Linked DNA regions of Mus musculus: regions 1 and 3 are each linked to region 2. Evidence: chromatin contacts called from public Hi-C data. All regions are on one chromosome and are shown on one strand. The core of a region is the stretch at or near the end of the contact, and the rest is flanking DNA. Distances in the headings are between cores, read along the strand shown.

Region 1 (3,300 bases), core at 216-2,715, 210 kb before region 2:
GGATTTCTAATCACCCTCACCTCACACTCAAAGCTGTGATTCTTTACTGTTACATTTGATGACTGAAACTCGCTTTCTGTCCCAACCTCTATTCTTGTCTTCCTCCTTAGCAAAAGAACCCTAATTTTCAGCTCCATTGACCCAGCCTCTCTCACAGCCAGATATGCCTGGGTGTCGCCATTGCAGTCAATGGGTTGTAAGTAAGAGCTGTGTGATGGAACTTTGGACATGTATGTCTTCCCTAAAAATAACTGACTCAGCTGGGAGGAGCCAGCCCTTCCTTCCCCCTGAAGTTTAAACGCAGTTGTAAAGGCTCAGTCTGAAGCAGCCATCTTGATCATGAAGTGACCTTGAGCATAAAGGAGAGGATCAATCTCTCTGAGTCTTAGAAACCAGGATTTTAGAAAGTAGCTTGAAAGGTCATTAGAAAAGAACAAAAAGTGTTTTGTCAGCACGCATTTTAGAAGCGCCCTGATAGGAGGAGCTACAAAAGCCTTTCTTTGGAGATTTCAGCCATCTCTAACAGTTTCCTTTGAAATCACTAATTATACTCTAAAAAGACGGCATCATTGGAGCCAGAACCAGCAGCCAATTACCCACGAGAAATCACTCACTGTGTGGGCTGTCTTTTCTCTCTCTGTTCGCATAATTTCAAAATGCAATTTCTAGAACCATGCTAAATACTTGTAAACAGAGATTGGTTTGATTGCAAAGGGGGAACCATTTTGGGGCGGTAAAAAACGACAATTATTTCTCCTTGTCCTCTAGTTCACAGAACAGCACCCTTTGGGTCACTTTTCAAATACCCACCACCGGATTTAGAGCCATCTGCAACTCCAGCCAGAGATGCTGACTTCTAAAGCAGGTGCAGGTTCCTATGAGGTGGTGGGAAAACCTAGCACTTGGAGTTAGAAGACCCAGGTTTGAGTTCCAGCTCGAGATATGGGCTGGCTAGCCTTCTTATGTCTCAGACTCCTCATCTCAAAACTGGCCACACAAAAGACTAAGTGGGCAAGGTGTGTATGTAAATTGTAATGGGCTCTAATGGAAAGCGAGCCTGGTAAAGCCTCCTGCCTTCTCTGGCATCCTATCAAGTGCCTGGAAGACTGAAGGTGTCTATACCAGTCATGACTATCAAACTGCAGCAAAATGGGAACTGCAAAGCGCTGGTAGCTAGCCACCACCAATGTTTGTCTTTCCTAGGTCTGATGTGGATGGAGCTTGGCTGCTGGGCTGGTTCAGGCCAGCTCAGGCTGGTTCAGGCTGGCTCAGGCCTGTTCAGACACCTATTCTTCAGCTGGGCGACGGAGCTGGGAAAGCCCTGCTTCATGGGTTTCTCATGCTTTTCTTAGGACTAAGGGCTAGTTGGAGCCCATCCTTTTCATGGTGGTATCAGAAAGGCAGAGGAAACAAGACAGCTTACCTGTTGTTGGTATTCCTTCTACGCTCCGCCCAACAGTTACCTAGCAACAGTCAGGTAGTCCTGGCTTGTTATAAAAGGGTGAGAAGGCTAGGCTGACTCCATGACAGGCTTCAAATTGGCAGTTCAGGAGACTAGGCCTAAATGTCTGTTTCTAAGAACTGGGCAATTTCAGGCAAGTCCAGGCCTCAGAAGCTGCCCTGTCACCTGCCCTGAGGCAAGGACAATGGGTCAGCAGCAGTTTCCAGACTTCCTCAGCAACAGTCTCCAGACCTCTCCAGCAAGTTTCTAGCCCCCACACTACAGAAATGGAATGTCTGGAGAGATGGACACAACAGATTAACATAGAGGTCACCTACCCCAGAATTCCCTAATGTGCTTTAAATCAGGCCTGCAAGTGCATTTGGGTGTTTCTCTAGCTTGGTCATGGGAGACCCCAGAACACTGGACTTCAGCAAAATAAAACACTCATTTCATTTACATACTATTTGAGTCTGGGCTATCATTCTTTAGAAAATCATGGACCCTTACAAAGGACTGTTTGGCTTCTCCATCTCTCTCTATCTGCCCTTTTCTCTATCGGACCCCCTTCTCCCTCTTTCCTGTTCCCCCTCCACCTCTCTTTCTACATGTTCCTGGCTGATCTCTCCCTCTCCCTCTCCCCCTCCCCCTCCCTCTTCTCCCTCTCCCTCTCTGTTCTCTTTCTTTGCCTCTACCTCTACTCCCTTCTCAACTCCCCTCCCTATGCCCCCAAATAAACTCTATTCTATACTACACTTGTGGATGGCTGGTACCTCAGGGGGGAGGGATGCCTTAGCATGGGCCCACTGAGGTACCCCCCTCCTATCATACCATACCAAGCTCTATAAAACATATCCTTGGCTTTATAAAACACATCACCTGTGATATACTAATACCCCATTCATCAGAGGAGGATGTGTGACCCATTCCATTCAGATACAGGGATTCCATTTAGCACATATACAATGCAGAGTTTCAAGGTACATGGTTCCAAGAACATGGACAGAAGGATGAGGTATTTGCTCACTAATCCCATTTACCATGAGAAGCAAGTAGACAAATATGCATGGTTTTTGAGTGAGTGAGAGGATAATTGAATGTTTTAAGATCAGAACAAATTCAGGACACTTAAGGTGAATCCATACATTGGCCATCAAATGTTGTCTTTGCTTGTCTACAATCCTTCTGTTAATAGGAGGTGGGAGGGAAGAGATAGCTACCATAAAACTATGAGAAGAAATTCACATTCAGTTCCTGTTTCCTCTTAGGTCATGTCTGGCCTCCAGACTTTGTTCCCTTCCCAGCATCTCTCCACAAACTCGCTCTTCACTGATGCTACACAGATTGTAGCTGATCTTGAAGATGTTGCCCAGACATGTTGAGTTCATTCTAAGTTGCAGAAGACTAGGGCAGGAAGACATGTTTCTGTCTCCTTTCTCTACAGATGTTTATCTGATTGTCCCTTGAGTTGAAATAAGCAAGATGGGTCTCTCCAAATGATAATGGCCCAAAGAAAAGCATGGAGGAACAAAAAGGTGAAGGGGGGGCATCATTTTCTTCATTTTTTTTCACGTTCTACTTTCCCATGCTGTTGATTTGCAATGATATATGTAAAATATATCTTATATATATATGGAAGGGTTTAGACATGCATTTCTTTAAAAATTTTTTCTTTTATTTGCTACTGGAAATTGAACCCATGGTCTCACTTATTCTGCACAAGCGTGCCCAGTCATTGAGCTGCATCCCCCGTCCTGCGTAACTGAATTTTTAAAAGAAAAATAATGTTTTAAAAGTTGCCCTTGTGTATCTGTGTTCCAAGTTCCCTAGAAGACAGAAAGGTGGAAGGGAGCCTCCAG
Region 2 (3,330 bases), core at 329-2,828:
GTTCGCCCTTCCTAGCTGAGTGCAGGGTCATATATTTGTTTCCTGAATGGTGGTAGGTCCTGGCTGTTTTCGCTGAGAACACTGGCTCCGCTCCTGTGGAAGAGCTGCCTCCAGGAAGTCATGGTTCCCAGCATCCTCTGCTGATGACTTTCTCCCACCATGGTTGAGTCTTAATGTGTTCCTGAAAATACGACAGACAAAAAAAAATGGGATGAGGAATTCTAACTCCTCTTGCTAATCCATCAAATTATGCTAATGAGTCCAAATCCCTAGCTAATATCTTCAGACCAACTAAAAGCTAAGGAACTGCGTTGTCTCCTCCTATTTTGGCTTCTGCCTGTCTCACGATGCTATTGTCTCAGATTAAGCTTCCTGCCACCCGGGTCTTGCTTACTCAAACAGCCAAGCTCTTCCATTCCTCCTATCCTGTATGGGCCTGGGGTCCTGTGGTTAACCTTACTCCAGGAGCTTCAGTTTGCTCAGTAAAATTGCTTCCTGTTTCAGTTGTGCCCCTGGAAAAACCATGCTGGCTCCTCCTGACCTCAGCCCATGTCTTCCCCATCTGCCCTCTTTCTGCAGTGAGCCCATCAATGTAAGTAAACAGCGGTGGCTTGGGACACAGGTATTCTGAAGCTAAAATGCCAGCATCAGACTTCGTCTAGTCATGCAGGTGAGAAAGTTGTTTAAACATGTATCCTGACACACAGTGGATTTGTAATAAATATTAGAATAAAAACAATAATATAAAAAATGTTTGGTCAAGACAATGAGGAAAGAGGTAGAAACCGTTAGAAATGCTCTTCCCGCTGGAGATTGCCGATTATGACTCCTCACAGGCTCTTTCCACCCTCTGGTTTTTTTTGTTTTTTTGTTTGTTTGTTTGTTTGTTTGTTTTAAATCATTCTTTCCCTCAGCAACAGCATCATGAGAGACTTCATGAAATCTAGACATACAGTTCAGTTGACCTCTGGGGACCCTAGGCCAAAGGAGATCAAAGGAGTAAAAGAAGAAACTGGGACCCACCCATGGTGGTTTGCCTTACAGCCTGTCCTGTTGTCCAGGGAGCTCATCAATTATCCAAACCATAACCTGTAGCAGGACCAGCAAGACCACCTCTATGTAAATACCAGGGCCCAGCACAGCTGCAAAAGCACCTCCTGCAGGAGGACCTAATTGAGGACTGCCTGAGAGACCAAGAATTGCTGGAGCAGACAATGCTGGCCAATCGGCAACTGCTGTTTAGAAGAGATGTTTTCTTGGGACCAATGGGGCAAGAGTGGAAGGTATTAAAGGAGCTTGCGGTGTTTCTCACTTGCTACCATAGTCTGTGTTGTTGACTCCGTGCCACCTCACTTCCAACACCCAAGGGCAAGTAGGGTCAGGCAGTGATAGTTCAGGCAGCAATAACCAATTCCTACCCCAGGTGGACAACCAGCTTCCCTGCCTGTGATTCTAAGAGCAAAATCTGTGAGCTCAACTGCCTCTCTGTTTCTAAAAATAAGCAACTGTGCTCACCAGCGTTTCTTTTTCAGCTCCTCTTCCACTCTCTGAGATTCTTCCAATTTCAACCAGTAATGACTGCAGAATCTCATTTGCAAGTTGCCTGGGTACATAATTCATTCACTGCCGCACTCTGCACCCAACTGTGAGCTCACCCATGATGCCCCTTAAAGACTCCCTGGCCCATTGTCATTTACCAATGCCCGTATTCCTAAATGCTGTTCCATTCCACCGTGATTCTTGTTGGAGCAAACAGACAAAAGTACTTACCACAGGACTCTGACTTCTCCATATAAAGAGTCTACCCATTTGCCATCCACTCAAGCCCCGGTTGGCCTCTCCCTCCCCTAATCTTGCCTAAGACCTGTTCTACTATCTTTTTTGTGTTTTGCACGCTCAGCTTCTTTTATACTTTCATCCTCCTGACACTTCTCTTGTAACCATTCCTGGTCTCATGCTTTTTCTCGGATTTTCTGCAGAGGTCTTTGTAAACTGCGCTCATTAAGTCCATCACAGCTTCTTTAAACCCTTTGCAAATTCCCTCCCAGTCTCTCATCCCTTTAAAGAGCTTTGTACTGACAGGGGGTGATGGCTCCTCCCTGGAGCACATAGTAGCCCTGGGTTCTCTCCAGACTTCCTGATAGTTGCCTTCCTTTATCGCTGGCTTACATCATTTGAAACAAATATGAAGCCCACAGTTGTGATTTTCCATTCCTTTTTGTGTTGGGACAGCAGTACACAACCAAAGCGTTGAGTAGCAAACCGACCACAGCCAGAAAAACCACACAGCTACTTAGGAACTCTGTTTTGCCTGTGTAGAAGAATCTTTTGTGTATAGTAAATTATTGCTATTAAATCTTTGTTAACTCTTATTGAGTGCTGGCTTCTGTGCCAAGCAATCACCTAGGCACATAGCATACATAAGGGGTATCATCTCACTTAGTCCCCCAACACCACTTTCCAGTATGATCTATGATAAATTATATTATGAATTTCCATTTTGTAGATGAGGACATTAAGATGTTTAGGACTAATGCAGTGTTTGCATGAAGACAAAACAATGGCTGGAACATGGGACTGGAACATGGGACTGGAACATGGGTACCCCCTTGACCCAGGTCTTGACCCGCTGTGTCCTGTGGAGGTCATCAATCCATGGTCTTCAATGCCACATACATACTGACGTTAAATATCATCTCTGCTGCCTTCTATGACTTAGGACTTATAAATGTTGTCTTGGATTCTATAAATTCCTTAAATGCTTTCATAGTTCTGCCCAAAACCTCTGCTTTCTGTATCTATCTCTATGATGGTTAATGGTACCATCCTGCAGTTTGATTGTTTGTGTATTTGTGAGCTCCTGAATATCGGGGGTTATCATGTCACCTCTGAGGCTGTTATGGGAAGGAAGGAATATGTGAATGCTGTGTATTTATTTGCATTGGCTTTAGAATGCTGAGGAGACACTTAGCTGGAGGCAACAGCACTTCTTGTTGTCTATGGTACTTGAGACTGAACCCAGGACCTTGCACCTGGCAGGTAATCACTGAATCAACCAAGCTCTATCCCCAGCCCAAGGCACCGGTTTCATTCCAAGGACTGCTTCACTGCAGGACTTCCTTTCCCAGTGGGCTGCCTGGTGGAGAGCCATACAACTCTATTGTGCCTACAGTTCCACATTGGGAGATTGTTTCTGCCTCCTGGTTTGTTTCCTTGTTTGTTTTCCTGCCTCCCGAGCCACCTAGACCTCAGTATCAGTCCTCCAAAGAAGAATGATTTCCTGGAACCTAGAACATGATACACAAAGGCCATGAGCAGAAAAGCACCAGG
Region 3 (3,420 bases), core at 815-3,314, 190 kb before region 2:
TCTAGGAAGATGTGTAAAATACGAGGACAAATAGAGGTGCCTTATTAACTAAAGTCTCACTCTTGGCTGAAACCCCAATTCCTAGGATTTATCGGGAATGGGGCCAACTAGTGGGACAGGGCCGGGGAGAGGAAGTGCTCTTGGTGAAGGTCTAATTCAGCTTCAGTGTCCTCTTCCTGGGGGGGGGGGTTCTGCAGAAGCCAGAGAGCAGCAGTGTGCACAGAATGTTAAACTGGGGGTCCTTTCAAGAGACACAGCAAAGAGAACCAAAACAGGAAGAAATGTTTCCTCCCAGTTCCCATAACAGACATAGACTCACACATTAGTGACTGGCGAGGGAGGGAGGGAGGGGGGGAGGGAGGGAGAGAGGGAGGGAGGGAGGGAGGGAGGGAGGGAGGGAGGGAGGGAGGGAGGGAGGGAGGGAGGGAGGGAGATAGCTCATCAGGAACTCTTGCTGCTCAAGCATGAGGACCTGGGTTCAAATCCTCAGGGAAGAAAGTTGGAGGTTTTTATTTTTGTCTTTTTGCTTTAAAGCTGGTGTGGCCACATGGGTTCCTGTAACTCCAGCATTGCTGGGAGAGACATAAAGCCTGCCAGGGCCTGCTGGCTGTCTGCCTAACTCTAGGTTCATTGAAAGATCTTGCTTCAAGGACTGAGGTAGACTAGAGAGCAGGACTCCAGATGTCTTCCTCTGGCTTTTGGCCCGCAGGAGTGAGCACGCCTACATACATAAGTATATACACACCACAACTTACTCATGCAATTGACTAACCTAGTGATCTCTCAGCTAGGACCCTGCTGTGTGGTTCCCTGAGTGTAGAATGATGTGAAGGTATCATACCTGGATCATCTCAGAACTCATTTCTCTTTAGGGGAACAACTCATAACAGAGGAGAAAGCAATGACCCAGGAGTTGGTGGGAGAGCCCGCAGCTTTTTGCCATGAACCTTTTGGCCTACCACCTCCCTGACAAGGACTCTAACTTCTCTCTGGCCCAGGAGTAGGAAAGGACCCCAGAGCAGGAGCACAAGAGAACTCTTTAACTCTGACCCTGACCCTGACCCTGGCCCTGACCCTGACCCTAACCCTGGCCCTGACCCTGACCCTAACCCTCTGGAAAGTTGCGAAGCACCAAACAGCATGCTTGTTTGGTCATGAAGCAAACCTTCAGAGCACAGGATAGCTTTCTGTTCCATTTCTTCCTGCACTTAACAAACATGGAACTAATTACTTTAGAAGAAAGTTAACTAACTAACTAACTAACTAACTAACTAACTAACTAACTCTCTTATTTGGTTGGGATTCAGTCCATTGGTTTGGGCTATGAGGCCTGGAAGATTATCAACCTCAGGACACATCTTTCGGTTGACCAGCCCAATACAGTGTCTCAGTCTTCAGATGTACAGCTGGAGTCTGAGAGAAGGCCCTAAATTGGACATGAGTGTTCTTCAGCTGATGGAAGGCCATTTCAGGGCCAGTGGCATTGGCACAGCCACCAAAGATGAAAGTGACAATTTCTCAATGGGTCCTGGACTTCACATTGAATCTGGCCCACTCTTCAGCTCTTTCTATACCTACAGCAAGAGGCTCTCTGTTACTGAAAAGAAGCCTCAGGACCAACAGGGCCTTCTCTATGGCACTTTCTCAATCTGTCTAACGAGCAGAGCTGCCAGCGTCTCTGGCCAGCCTCACACAGGCCTTTAAGATACCCAAGTGAGGTTTCCCCACACTTCCTGCCAAGCCCCTTCAAACTTCTTTTAAAATACGTGGCAGCCAAGTAGCTTTCAGCAAGCCCCTCTGAGCCCACCCCTGTGCTGGAAAGTAGACCCTCTGGGCCTACCCCCGTGCTGGGGAGTAGACCCTCCGAGACCACCCCCTTGTTGAGGGGGTAAACATCATCATCAAGATGCCTTTCTTTCCAGGCCTGGAAAGAAAACCCAAGACATGCGGCTTCCTTTTATGCATGAGGTATTTCTGAACAAAGGGGCCTGTGTATAGTGCCACAGCAGTGTGCCTGCATCCTGGGCATGGGCCTCACTTGCCGGCCTGGCTGGAGGGTCAGCAGTATGGCGAAGAGTGTGCAGTGGAATACAGATTGCCGCCGAGCTCTTGGGGCAGTGCCCACCGTGTGGCTGGACCTGGCATCGGCGATGGCCCGACGTTTGGCTGCCAACAGCTTGCAGGCCTGTTTGCTGCACAGCCAACATCCTGTTTGTTGATTTGACAGGAGTCTCAGGCTTACTTTGCATATCAGAACTCTGGTCTCTGGGCACTCAGCGTGGGACGATGCATCTGGACCACTGAGGCCTTCCTTACCATTGATCAGCCACTCAGCCAGCTCGGGAAGGACAGCTGTAAACTCTTGGGGAGCCCTCTGTGTGCTGCTTTCTCTCCACAGCCTCTGCCTGCAAAGCTGGCTTCATTATTCATGGGAACAAGATGCTAACCAGGAGAGCTCCCATCTTAACAAAGGCCCAACATTAGTCACAGGATTCTGATAAATATGAGGGGAAACCAATGACCTCTCTCTTATTCTCACAGCAGCGACCATCATCTCTGTAGTCCCTGATGTATGATCTACAAACCTCTTTAGAGCAGCTTTGCACTTTTTCTCAAGTGGTTTGCAAAGTAACATAGCCGTCTTCAAGGCAAGGTTGGGGGTCGCTTGGAATCCAGCCTCAGGAATACTGAAAGCAGAACAAGTAGGCCCATTCTGGTCACCATTGCTCTCTCCTCTGAGCTGTTCCCCTAAAGGGAAATGAGTCCTGAGATGATCCATGTATGATACCTTCATATCACTCCACACCTAGGGAACCACACAACAGTGTCCGCACTTGGCTAGCTCAGCTGTCTTGGGGTTCTCATCGCCCCAGATCCCTTCACATTCTCTGGTTCTCCCAGGTTTCTCTTCCTTCATACGCTTTCCTGAGTTAATGTCCCGGTAGGTTTTCTCAGACCCCTCAGTTCCTCTAGCACTCACTAAGCAAAACCCAATGAGGTACACAGGTGTCAGATTTTCGTTGGTACTTTCTGCATAATCAAGGCTGAGTTCTTTAGTCGGGGCTGCCATAGGTTCATGGCCTCTGACCTCACCTAGGTCTTTAGTGCTGTCTGTCTCTTGTTGACCTGCCCTCAGAGAGCCTTCTATCCTCAGACATTCCCCTAAGGCTCTGACTTGCTTTCCACCTCTCCCCCCTGAGCAGATGTGCCTGACTCTAACTTCAAGGCCACCAGGTCCAGCTTTCTCGGCTTCCCATCTCCACCTACAAACATCTCCTGTTCACGCCCACCCTCGCTTTCAGTCTCAGAGATGTGACCCTCTTAACCCTCGATGCCAACTGACACGTTCAGGCTGTCATCCCCTCTGCCTGCTTCATTTGTTTGTTTGTTTGTTTGTTTGTTTGTTTGTGAGTTGAGACA

Evidence for each region. Hi-C and Micro-C count contacts between places; a contact is called where the count stands out from the background.
Region 1: a contact with region 2 is called in a Hi-C map of cerebral cortex, with 2.2 times the contacts expected there. The contact joins the promoter of 1700036G14Rik here to the enhancer-like site in region 2. A contact is called at or near these places in 2 of 484 Hi-C or Micro-C datasets (cerebral cortex and nephron progenitors).
Region 3: a Hi-C map of cortical neurons shows a contact between it and region 2, with 1.6 times the contacts expected there. The contact joins two enhancer-like sites. A contact is called at or near these places in 3 of 484 Hi-C or Micro-C datasets (cortical neurons, embryonic stem cells and stem cell-derived neural stem cells).

What each region holds. Positions count from the first base shown.
Region 1 is chr3:85,315,684-85,318,983 of GRCm38.p6, reverse strand. 1700036G14Rik (RIKEN cDNA 1700036G14 gene) reads right to left here and starts at 1,465. Exons shown (of 3, transcript NR_040542.1): 1 at 1,424-1,465.
Region 2 is chr3:85,109,174-85,112,503 of GRCm38.p6, reverse strand. No RefSeq gene overlaps it. Among named protein-coding and RNA genes, the nearest start is that of Gm31096, 11 kb to the left of the region's middle. Within about 2 kb of position 1,578, at least 23 of the 459 cell types and tissues checked have an H3K27ac peak or open chromatin away from gene starts, as enhancers often do. A contact at or near this core is called in cerebral cortex and cortical neurons, where this site is marked.
Region 3 is chr3:85,298,740-85,302,159 of GRCm38.p6, reverse strand. No RefSeq gene overlaps it. Among named protein-coding and RNA genes, the nearest start is that of 1700036G14Rik, 17 kb to the left of the region's middle. Within about 2 kb of position 2,064, at least 41 of the 459 cell types and tissues checked have an H3K27ac peak or open chromatin away from gene starts, as enhancers often do. A contact at or near this core is called in cortical neurons, where this site is marked.